Linked DNA regions of Anser cygnoides: region 2 is linked to region 1. The links are chromatin contacts, called in public Hi-C maps. All regions are on one chromosome and are shown on one strand. Each heading gives the region's core, a stretch centred on a gene start, on an enhancer-like site or on the middle of the called end of the contact. The rest is flanking DNA. Distances are from core to core; before and after follow the strand shown. Region 1 overlaps TOP1 (DNA topoisomerase I). Region 2 holds the start of LPIN3 (lipin 3).

Region 1 (4,337 bases), core at 498-2,997:
GGGTTAGTGGATACCAAAGGGAGAGCCTTAGGGGTGGTGGATCCCTGCCCAGTGAGCGTAACCCCTGTCCCTACTGTAACCTTGATGCTGGAGAGACTCATTGACTTCTGAAATCCTTTAAATGTCACACGGGTGTTTGGGCATTTGAACTTTGCTCACAGTAGATAGTGGAGTCTGCTAATGCTCCTGGAGAATTAGTCATATATATCTCCTTGTTTAGCACGAGAGGGAGCAGACATAAGGAAAGACATAAAAGGCAGGAAACAAATGTAAATGTGTGTGATAGTGTCTGACCTCACTGCAGCTCATGTGAGGCTGGATCTGGTCAACTGTTAGTTGGCTGCAAGCTGGGGGAGAGTTACTGGAGGCTGAAGGATTCTTCTAGGAATTGATACACGAAGCACATCAAAGAAGATATAGACGGTAGTCATGAGCATTTCCATTGATCTCTTCTGTATTAATGAGGTTTGGTGTGAGGAGCTCCATTGTGTCCTAAAGTTTCGTTCTAAATTCAGTTTTCTGCCGCCTGTGTAATGGGGTGGAGAGGATGTCATACTGGTTTCTGTGAAGTGGGGACACAAACTGGAATAGCTGAACTTGTTTTGTCAGCCACCAAATAACCACCAAGTTGGCCTGCTAGATAAAGCCAGTCTGGAAAAAAATATATGACGTGCTATTGTGTCCTTTTTAGCAATCCAGTCTCCTGAACTGCATTCAGCTCCACCCTCAAAAAAATAAAAATAAAAAAAATCTGAGAGTTTCAATGCCTTCTGGTGATGTTCATGTGTCGGCTCAGGGTTATTTAATAAAAGCTTTAGAAGTTCTCAGTCTTAACCTACCTTATGGCATGGTGTCAGAAAGCGACAGCATGGAGTCTGAGCGCTAGGCAAATATTCCAGAGTAATTTAATTCTTAGGAGATGTGTCTGGGAGGTAGTATGCTTGCCTGCATGGAAGTACTGAATTTCAGGTGTTGTCCGGTGTGTTGAGAGGCCCAGTACGTATCCAGGGTTGACTGCACTCAGGTTAAAGCTCTCCCGCCAGCTTTTCCCTTCTGCTTACAAAACCACGCACACAACCTCCTGTTCCCCAGCCGCTAAGGCCTGCCTTTTAGGCAGAATACCTCTATAAAAAGGCCTTTCTGCTAGAAGTCTTTCAGCAATGGAAAGCTAGGGAAGACAAATGCCACCAAGCAGAGCTAGTTTAATCATTTTTTTTCACTCTTGTACCAGGCTTGCGTTGCCTGAAAGCAATGAGTTATTGGAAGCAGAGCAGAGGATTGCGTTGTTGGGCTCCAGTGACTCCACGGGTATGGCCCTAGAACTACTTCTCAAAAGCAAATACTAATTTCAGCTGGAAAGCACAAGTCAGTTGGAAGGGCATCTGGAGATGAAAGGAAAAGGCTGTTCCATTTTGTGGGGTTTTGCAAAAAATGATCACGTGGCCCTAGACTCTAAAGAGAATAGCATTGAATAGTTGCACACATTTTCCATCAGTTTGTTGTTATAAAAAAATTGCGTGTTGGTTTCTGCTCCCTTAAAAATGAGTATGTTGTAAAATGAGTGTGCGTATTTCTGTGTATAGCATCGTGATGTTTTTTCTAGTGATTTACCTACTCATCAAGTGTCAATAGATGGCTGTTCGCTTCAGCCGGTGCTTTAGGAATTGGGGAGTGAACTCTGTGGAATAAAATGCAGGCAGTTTGCAAACAGCCTGAACTTCCAGCTCCTGGCTAAATTGAAGAATCTGAAGTGTGAAATGTGCTGCGAAAACGCTTTTGCCAGTGAAATGTGTGCTGTCCTGGTGGGAAGGAGAAGGGTACCAAGAAATTGCTTCTTGGCACTTCAGAGAGCGTAGGTGTCCGGTCCCTGCACGGTATGTTAGAGGTTGCTGGCAAATAGGTTTTGTTGTTTGGGTACTTGCAAACTCTGAGGTGGTTATGCTCTAACGCCAAATGTTGCACAAATCCTGCCACATACCTGGGTATCAAAGGGCAGAAAATTCGATCTTGCTCTTCAAATGTGTATGTGGTGTGGAGGGCAGCACCGGGAAGTGTTGCCAAGTTTGGGAGGATCGAGGCAGAAGGCAGGCTGGAGGCTTCAACGTCAACGTTCGTGTGTTGGTTTGTGCTGTTTTCCTGCAGGTGTCTGACAGCAGCACCTGAAGTTAGGGCAGCAGCAGGTTGCGATCTGTGGAAATGTGTGACTGGGGGGCTCCCCACAAAAACCGGTTGAATATTGTGAGTTTGGAAGCACTGGTGTCAGGTAAGGAGAAAAATGAACTTGTGGCAAAAGACGTGGAGGATGAGGCGGTTCCTGGCTGTGCAATGCATTTCCCTTGTGACTGTGGAAATCTCAAACTCCTTCTGTTGCAGTTTCCTATTGTCATACGGGGGCAGTCGCCTTTTTAGAGGCATGTTAACATCTTTACAATCGATTAATCATTACTGCCTTACATCCAAGATCTGTGGTGGAAGTGCTGGCACTATTATCCGAAAGCAGTTGCCAAAGTCATCACAGCCTTTCAGGTATCCTGAAGAGCTATTTAATTTTAGTTGCTTGAGAAATGTGTATAAAAAAAAAAAGAAGTTGAGGGGAGTGTTTTGGCATGGGTTACAGGAGTGACCTTGCCTGCAGGTGGTTGTGCCTTTTGTCCTGAGCTTGAGGTGCTAATTCAGCCTCAGCTCCTTCCTGATCTACTTATAAAGAACATTTATGGGCCTAAAAATGCTCCTCAGTGCTTAGTTAAAATTCCAACTCTGTTGCTCTTTCACTTTGGCGGATCTTGTTTTCTTTGGTGCTTTGGAAGGACCTCATTGTTTATTGCACGGTGCAGTTGTCACCGAGGATGGAAAATGTTACTGGAAGTAGAAATTGATACCACTAAAATTACAGTGTTTGTGTACACTCACTGTGTGTGCCATCTCCTATTTCTGACTCGTCACTTAAATTGGACCGGTCCTGACCTGTGTAGGTGGGTTTCCACCAGCACGTGCTCATTGCAGCTCTCCCGTTGCACTGTCTGGGCCCTGTTATGGAAGGGAGGTAAGTGTCTCCTAGTGTCCCCTGCAGGAGACGGCATGAGGAGAGAGTTCCCTGTCTGTTTTTCTTCCTTCATCTTTTGTTTTCCTCTTCCCTCATCATTTGATCTTTCCCTCGCCGTGTGCCTGTCATGCCATGTGGGCATAAAATTAAGATGATTTTAAGGGGGGGGAGCGTTGGTGCTCTTTGTCTAGACTAGATACTTGTGGAAATAGTGACTACATTTTAGATCCAGCAAGCCTAACGTTTCAGCTTTATGCTCGGTTTCTGTATCCTTGTAATCTATTTGACATGAAATATTGACAGGCATAGGAAGCTAGGTTTCCCGTCTCTGCAGAAAGATTCAACTTGCTGTAGCCATACTTAACTAGTTAACAAAATGGGTCGTGTTTCTTCAGGATCTGTAAAGGTTTTAAAGATCATTGAACTAAGGACCGTATAAATGCAGCTGTTGCCAAGGTAAATTAACTTGTCCTGCAGGAACAATGAATCCATTTAGGACCTCTGAAAACTAAGATTTTTGTTACAAATTTTGCATCTCACGAAATACTTGAATGGGGTGGGGAAACATGCAGAGGTTCATGAGGGAGGCATGGAGTTTTCTCCCAACTTCATTTCTTAATTTTTTTTGCCTCTCTGCTTGCAGATTCTCACAAACACAAAGATAAACACAAAGACCGAGAACACCGGCACAAAGAGCACAAGAAGGACAAGGAAAAAGACCGGGAAAAGTCCAAGCACAGTAATAGGTGAGGAAAAAATTGACCAAACCCTCGTAGGTTAAACCTCTGTTGCTCATGCAATCTTAGAATTTACGAGTGTAGGTGATTAAAGTCTAAATTATGTAATTGCATGCATTTCTATATGGGTAGCTTAAGCTGTGCATCTTGCAAATGGGATCCAATATTTTTGTATATAAGATTATTGTAGCATAGTGTGACTGAAGGTGAAAACTAGTTTAACCTCATCTTCATGGAGACTGATGAATTTTGCTCGTAATCTTTTGTGTGTTTGCAATTGTTTGTCAGAAACGTGGAGCACTCATAAGTGTTGCTGTAAACCCTGCTGTTTTAGCATAGATGAACCTGATGTGACTACTCAGCCTCCTAATAATTAGTAGCATCTGGAAAAATGGTCCCCTGGAGTGATGGCAATGTCCTTGGCCTTTTCCTATAACGACTGAATATCTCAGCGCTGTCAGGCAGCTTGTGGGGCAATCCTTTTTACATTCGCCAGGCATTATGAGCACGTCTCAGCTGCTGGGTTAGATGATAAATCTGAAAGGATTGCCTGCTGG
Region 2 (4,136 bases), core at 307-2,806, 130 kb after region 1:
AACCCAGACCTGGCGCTGGGTTCCTGCTGCCCCGAGCAATCCCCGGATTTCAGGGCCAGGCCAGCTCCCTGCGAGAAGAAGGGCGACAGCAACTTGCACGGACAGCGAGCAAACTCGGGATCCGCTCCCACCGCCTCCCCGTGGGATGGATCCCCCCTTGTGCCTTTTTCCATGCAAATCAGGTAGAAAAAGACAGAAAGGCAAGATGTCAGAGGTGGGAAGCGAGGCCTGCCCTAGCGAGGCAGGCGGCACCGAACCAGCAGCCGCGAGTTTGCTCGGGCGCTTATGCAAGCTGGAAGGGCCGAGCAGGACGGTGGCGCCGGGGGAAACGTCTGTTCCCATCTTCTGCCTTTTGTTTGCACGGATTTCCACAGACTCTAAATTATTTGTTTCCATTCCCAACAGCCTTCCGAGTGAGCTACAGCCCTGTCTGCACCAGGCAGGAAACGAGCAGCCCGGTGCCCGGGAGGGGATGCACGCAGGTCTCCCAGGGCTCGCCGCCTCCGAGGGCCAGCCCCGAGGTCGGTGATGACAACGAAGAGTGAAGCCAAGCACCGGCCTCACACTGCTGAAGTCAGTGTTTTGCTGGAAACCTCGGAGCAGGCTCCCCGAGGACCTTGCCCAGCCTCCAGACCCACTTCACGGCAGGCCACGCAAACGGGGAGCGGCTCGGTAAGGGCCGGACGCGGCGCTCCCTGCTCACCGGCGAGGGGACACCAAGTTTGAGGTTTTTTACGAGCTCCCAGAGTAGCTGGCGGAGCTGCTTCACACACCAGCACCATAGTAACCGGAGCAGAAGATAAAGAAAATAGCATAGCTCACATCCACGGAGGCAGCACATTTTTGGAAGGGGAGAAGAGGAGGTCTGAATAGGGAAAGGAAAAGCTTGCTGCTGTGCACCCTTAAAGCCACCCGAGTGCTGCCACTGCCCGCCCCGGGGCTCCCCGCAGCACCCACCACTGCCGACGGGAGGCAGAAACCCACAGCGGGCAGGTCCGGGTCAGCAACCATCCCACCGACAGCGAGGTGTTACCAGGAGCGACTCGGGGGCTTCAAATCGCCCCGGCTTTCTTACAGCAGCAAGAGCTGGGGAGGCTGAACCCCGTCAGGGAAGCCCCTGCCGAACCCCAGCCGTCTCCAGTCCCGTTAGGGGATGCCACAGACTAGGCTGTGTCGGAAACAAAACGCAGCCCCACGGCCTCCTCTTCGCCACCCCCAGAGGTGGGTCAGGGCCCAAAGACCGCGCGGGCATTACTGTGCCGCACGTTACTGCGACGAGTTAGGAGGAAACAATAAAGGGGCCGAAGCAGCCTGCTGCCTCCGCCGAGCTGCGGATCCAGAGCTGTAAAACACGCCGAGGTCACAGTCCCAGCCCGGCTAACCGGAGTTATCAGTAAATTGCAGCTTCCCCCAGCAGTAAATAGGAGGCTCGCTTTGATTTGTTTGCCTCTCATCTGGCGTTCTGCGTTAGTTTTCTTTTCCTCTTCCCCCTCCTCAGCCCTTAAAGAGCGATCGGTTGGGAGTAAGCCGCTCCGGACAGCGAAGCGCACTCCTGGCTCCGCACCCGCGGAGATTCGCCCCCCTCGGGGAGCCGGCGGCGGGGGCCAGCAGCTGGGCCGGGACGAGGAGGGTGCCCGCGGGGGGCTGAAGGCTCCTCGGGGGCTGGCAGCCGAAGAAGGGCCGGCACGGAGCCCTGCAGGTACCCCGCGGGACGCAGCTCGCCCCCCCCCCAAGCCCCCCGTCCCGCAGGGGCTCACAGCCCTCCTCCGGGCACCCGGGGCTGGCGCGCAGCACCCCGCGGGGCGCCCAGGACGGGGCTCGGGGGGCCGGGCGCTCCCGGCGGGGGGGGGGCACCCCCAGGACGAGCACCCCTGGGCCCCCACCCCCCCGGGACCCCCGCCCCAGCCCCTCGGCCGCCCCGCGCACAGGGCACACGGAGCCCCCCCGGCGGCGGCAGCAGCCCCCGCTCAGCCCCCCCCCCCCCCTCCCCGAGCCCAGGGGCCGCAGGCTGAAGCCCCCTCCCCGCGGCTCGGCTCCTACCTGCCGAAAGCGGCCGGGCACCGCCTCCCTCCCGCCGGGGCGGCCCCGCTGCCCCCGGCGCCCCCCGAACCGGGCAGCCCCGGCCCCCCCGCCCGCCCTCCCTCACCTGCCGGGGCCGCCCGGCTGGGGACGGCGGGGAGGAGGCGGGCACCGAGGGGAGGCGGCGGCGGCCCCGGACCCTCCCCCGCTCCCCTCCTCCTTCCCTCCCCCAGGCACTCACCCCCGGCCGAGGGCCCCGGCACCGGCACCGGCCCCGGCGGCTGAGCGGGGCGGGCGGGCGCCGCCGCCGAGCGCAGGCATGAGCGCGGGGCGGGCGGGCGCGACACACAGCGGCATCAGCGCCGGGGGAGGGCGGGAGGGAGGCGGGGGGGGGGGGTGACGTCACCGCGGCGGCGCGCGCGCGCGGCTCGGCAGCGGGGGCGCGCGTCCGTGTCAGAGCGCGGCGGCCGCGGGGGGCCGGGCGCGCGCCCCCGGGGGGCCGGCAGCCGCGGGGCGCGCTCCCGGGGCTGGGGCAGCGCCTCGGGGGCTGCGCGTTACGGGCGGCTCAGGGAGCGGCCGGGGCGGGCAGCCGGGGGCTCCCGGGCAGCCGCGGGCTGGGGGCTTCCCTCCTCGCCCCCTTCCCTAGGGTGCCCCGCGTCCCCCGACAGCCCCGGCCCCCGGCGGCCCCCGCCTGCGGGAGCTGCCGCGCTCCGGTTTTTCTTTCCGAGGGGGCTCGAGCCCTTTGTTTCGGGGCAGGAACGCGAACTTTCAGCAGGTCAGAAAGTGGGAGGTCAGATCCAGATCGGCGGAGCGGGTTTATGGAGCAGGACGGGCGGTTTTCAGCCGGTCCCGTGGCCAGAATTCAGGCTTTTCCGATGCTTGCAGTTGGCGACTGGGGATGGCATTTCTTCCTCTCGGGGCAAAATGGCTTTCCACCCACTCCATCACATGCCACGCCAGTCTGACCTGATCTTTCTGGTAATGGAAAAGAGAAAAAAAAAAAAAAAACCAACCCACCCTGCGTTTTGCTGTTGCATTCCTGGCTCCAGAACCTCCCCGAGCTAGCGGGACACCTGAGCCTTGCTGCCTTTTGCTTTTGCTTTTGCTGGATGGGAAGCTCACCCCGTCCAGCTGCGCTGACGGCGTTCCTGCCTCGCTCCCCGCGTCCTCTTTTGCTGAATCACCCCTTTCACCAGCCCGCGCAGCTCTTTGTTGAGCCGGGGAAGGAAATCGGAGCGGCCAGCTGAGCGAGGCAGGAAGCACCGTGCTGCCGGGCGCTCTCCCTGCTTTCAAAAGGCTGCTTCCCCCTGCGAGGTGCAGGGGCAGCGACGCAGGGCTTGGGAAGGGCTTTTTGCATCCAAGCCTCCGGCCCTGGTGAGGACTCCCCAGCCCCACCAGCCTTGCAGGGGAACATCCCTGCCCGGCTTTGGGGCGCCGTGTTGCTGCTCACCATTGCCCTGTCCCGAATTACAGCTGGGTGCTGGAGCCCCCCGGCCTTGCCATAGCCCCTGACCATCACCGTAAGCGGTCACAGCCTCCTGACAGGCAAAGCTCAGCTCTCCCCTCCCACCCTGGATGAATCCTTGCTCCGCTGCAGTGCCCCTGGCGAGCCGAGCTGTGTCGGTCCCAGCCAGCCGGCTTCCCGCTTGCATCCAGCCTTCCTCCAGATGTTCCACCCCAGGCCCGCAAAGGACCGAGCAGCGAGGAGGGTTCAGAGGCAAAGCGTCCCGAGGGGCTGCCAGGCTGCTCAGAGACAAGCTCGAACAGCTGGGAACAACCAGGAGAAATAATGGGATGGCTGAGGGAGGAGGCAGAACTGACACCAGCCCCACCTTGGAGGCATCCTCAGAGCTGGCTGCCTCCCGGCTTTCCTGCAGCAGCTGTCGAAATACAAAGAGGGGGGGGAACAGCCCCTCACTGACACGGCGCGTCCCCCCTTTCACCCACCGGCTGGACGCAGGAGGTGTTTTTTCTGGGGCAGAGGGAAATTGAGGAGGCTCTGTGGCTGCTCCAGACAGCTGAGGAGATGGTGGCAGGTTTCCTTGGGGATGCAGCTGCCAGCCAGCAGAGGCACAGCACTCGCAGCCATGCCAAGGGACCTGAGCGCAGCCATCCCG

Evidence for each region. Hi-C and Micro-C count contacts between places; a contact is called where the count stands out from the background.
Region 2: a Hi-C map of liver shows a contact between it and region 1, with 5 times the contacts expected there. The contact joins the promoter of LPIN3 here to the enhancer-like site in region 1. A contact is called at or near these places in 2 of 7 Hi-C or Micro-C datasets (both in liver).

Annotation. Positions count from the first base shown.
Region 1 is chr16:14,244,389-14,248,725 of Taihu_goose_T2T_genome, forward strand. It overlaps TOP1 (DNA topoisomerase I), which reads left to right. Exons shown (of 21, transcript XM_066978074.1): 3 at 3,687-3,789. Among named protein-coding and RNA genes, the nearest start is that of TOP1, 29 kb to the left of the region's middle. Within about 2 kb of position 1,748, at least 1 of the 3 cell types and tissues checked has open chromatin away from gene starts, as enhancers often do. A contact at or near this core is called in liver, where this site is marked.
Region 2 is chr16:14,378,051-14,382,186 of Taihu_goose_T2T_genome, forward strand. LPIN3 (lipin 3) reads left to right here and starts at 1,557. Exons shown (of 20, transcript XM_066978539.1): 1 at 1,557-1,699. It overlaps ZHX3 (zinc fingers and homeoboxes 3), which reads right to left and starts at 3,187. Exons shown (of 4, transcript XM_013192941.3): 1 at 3,037-3,187.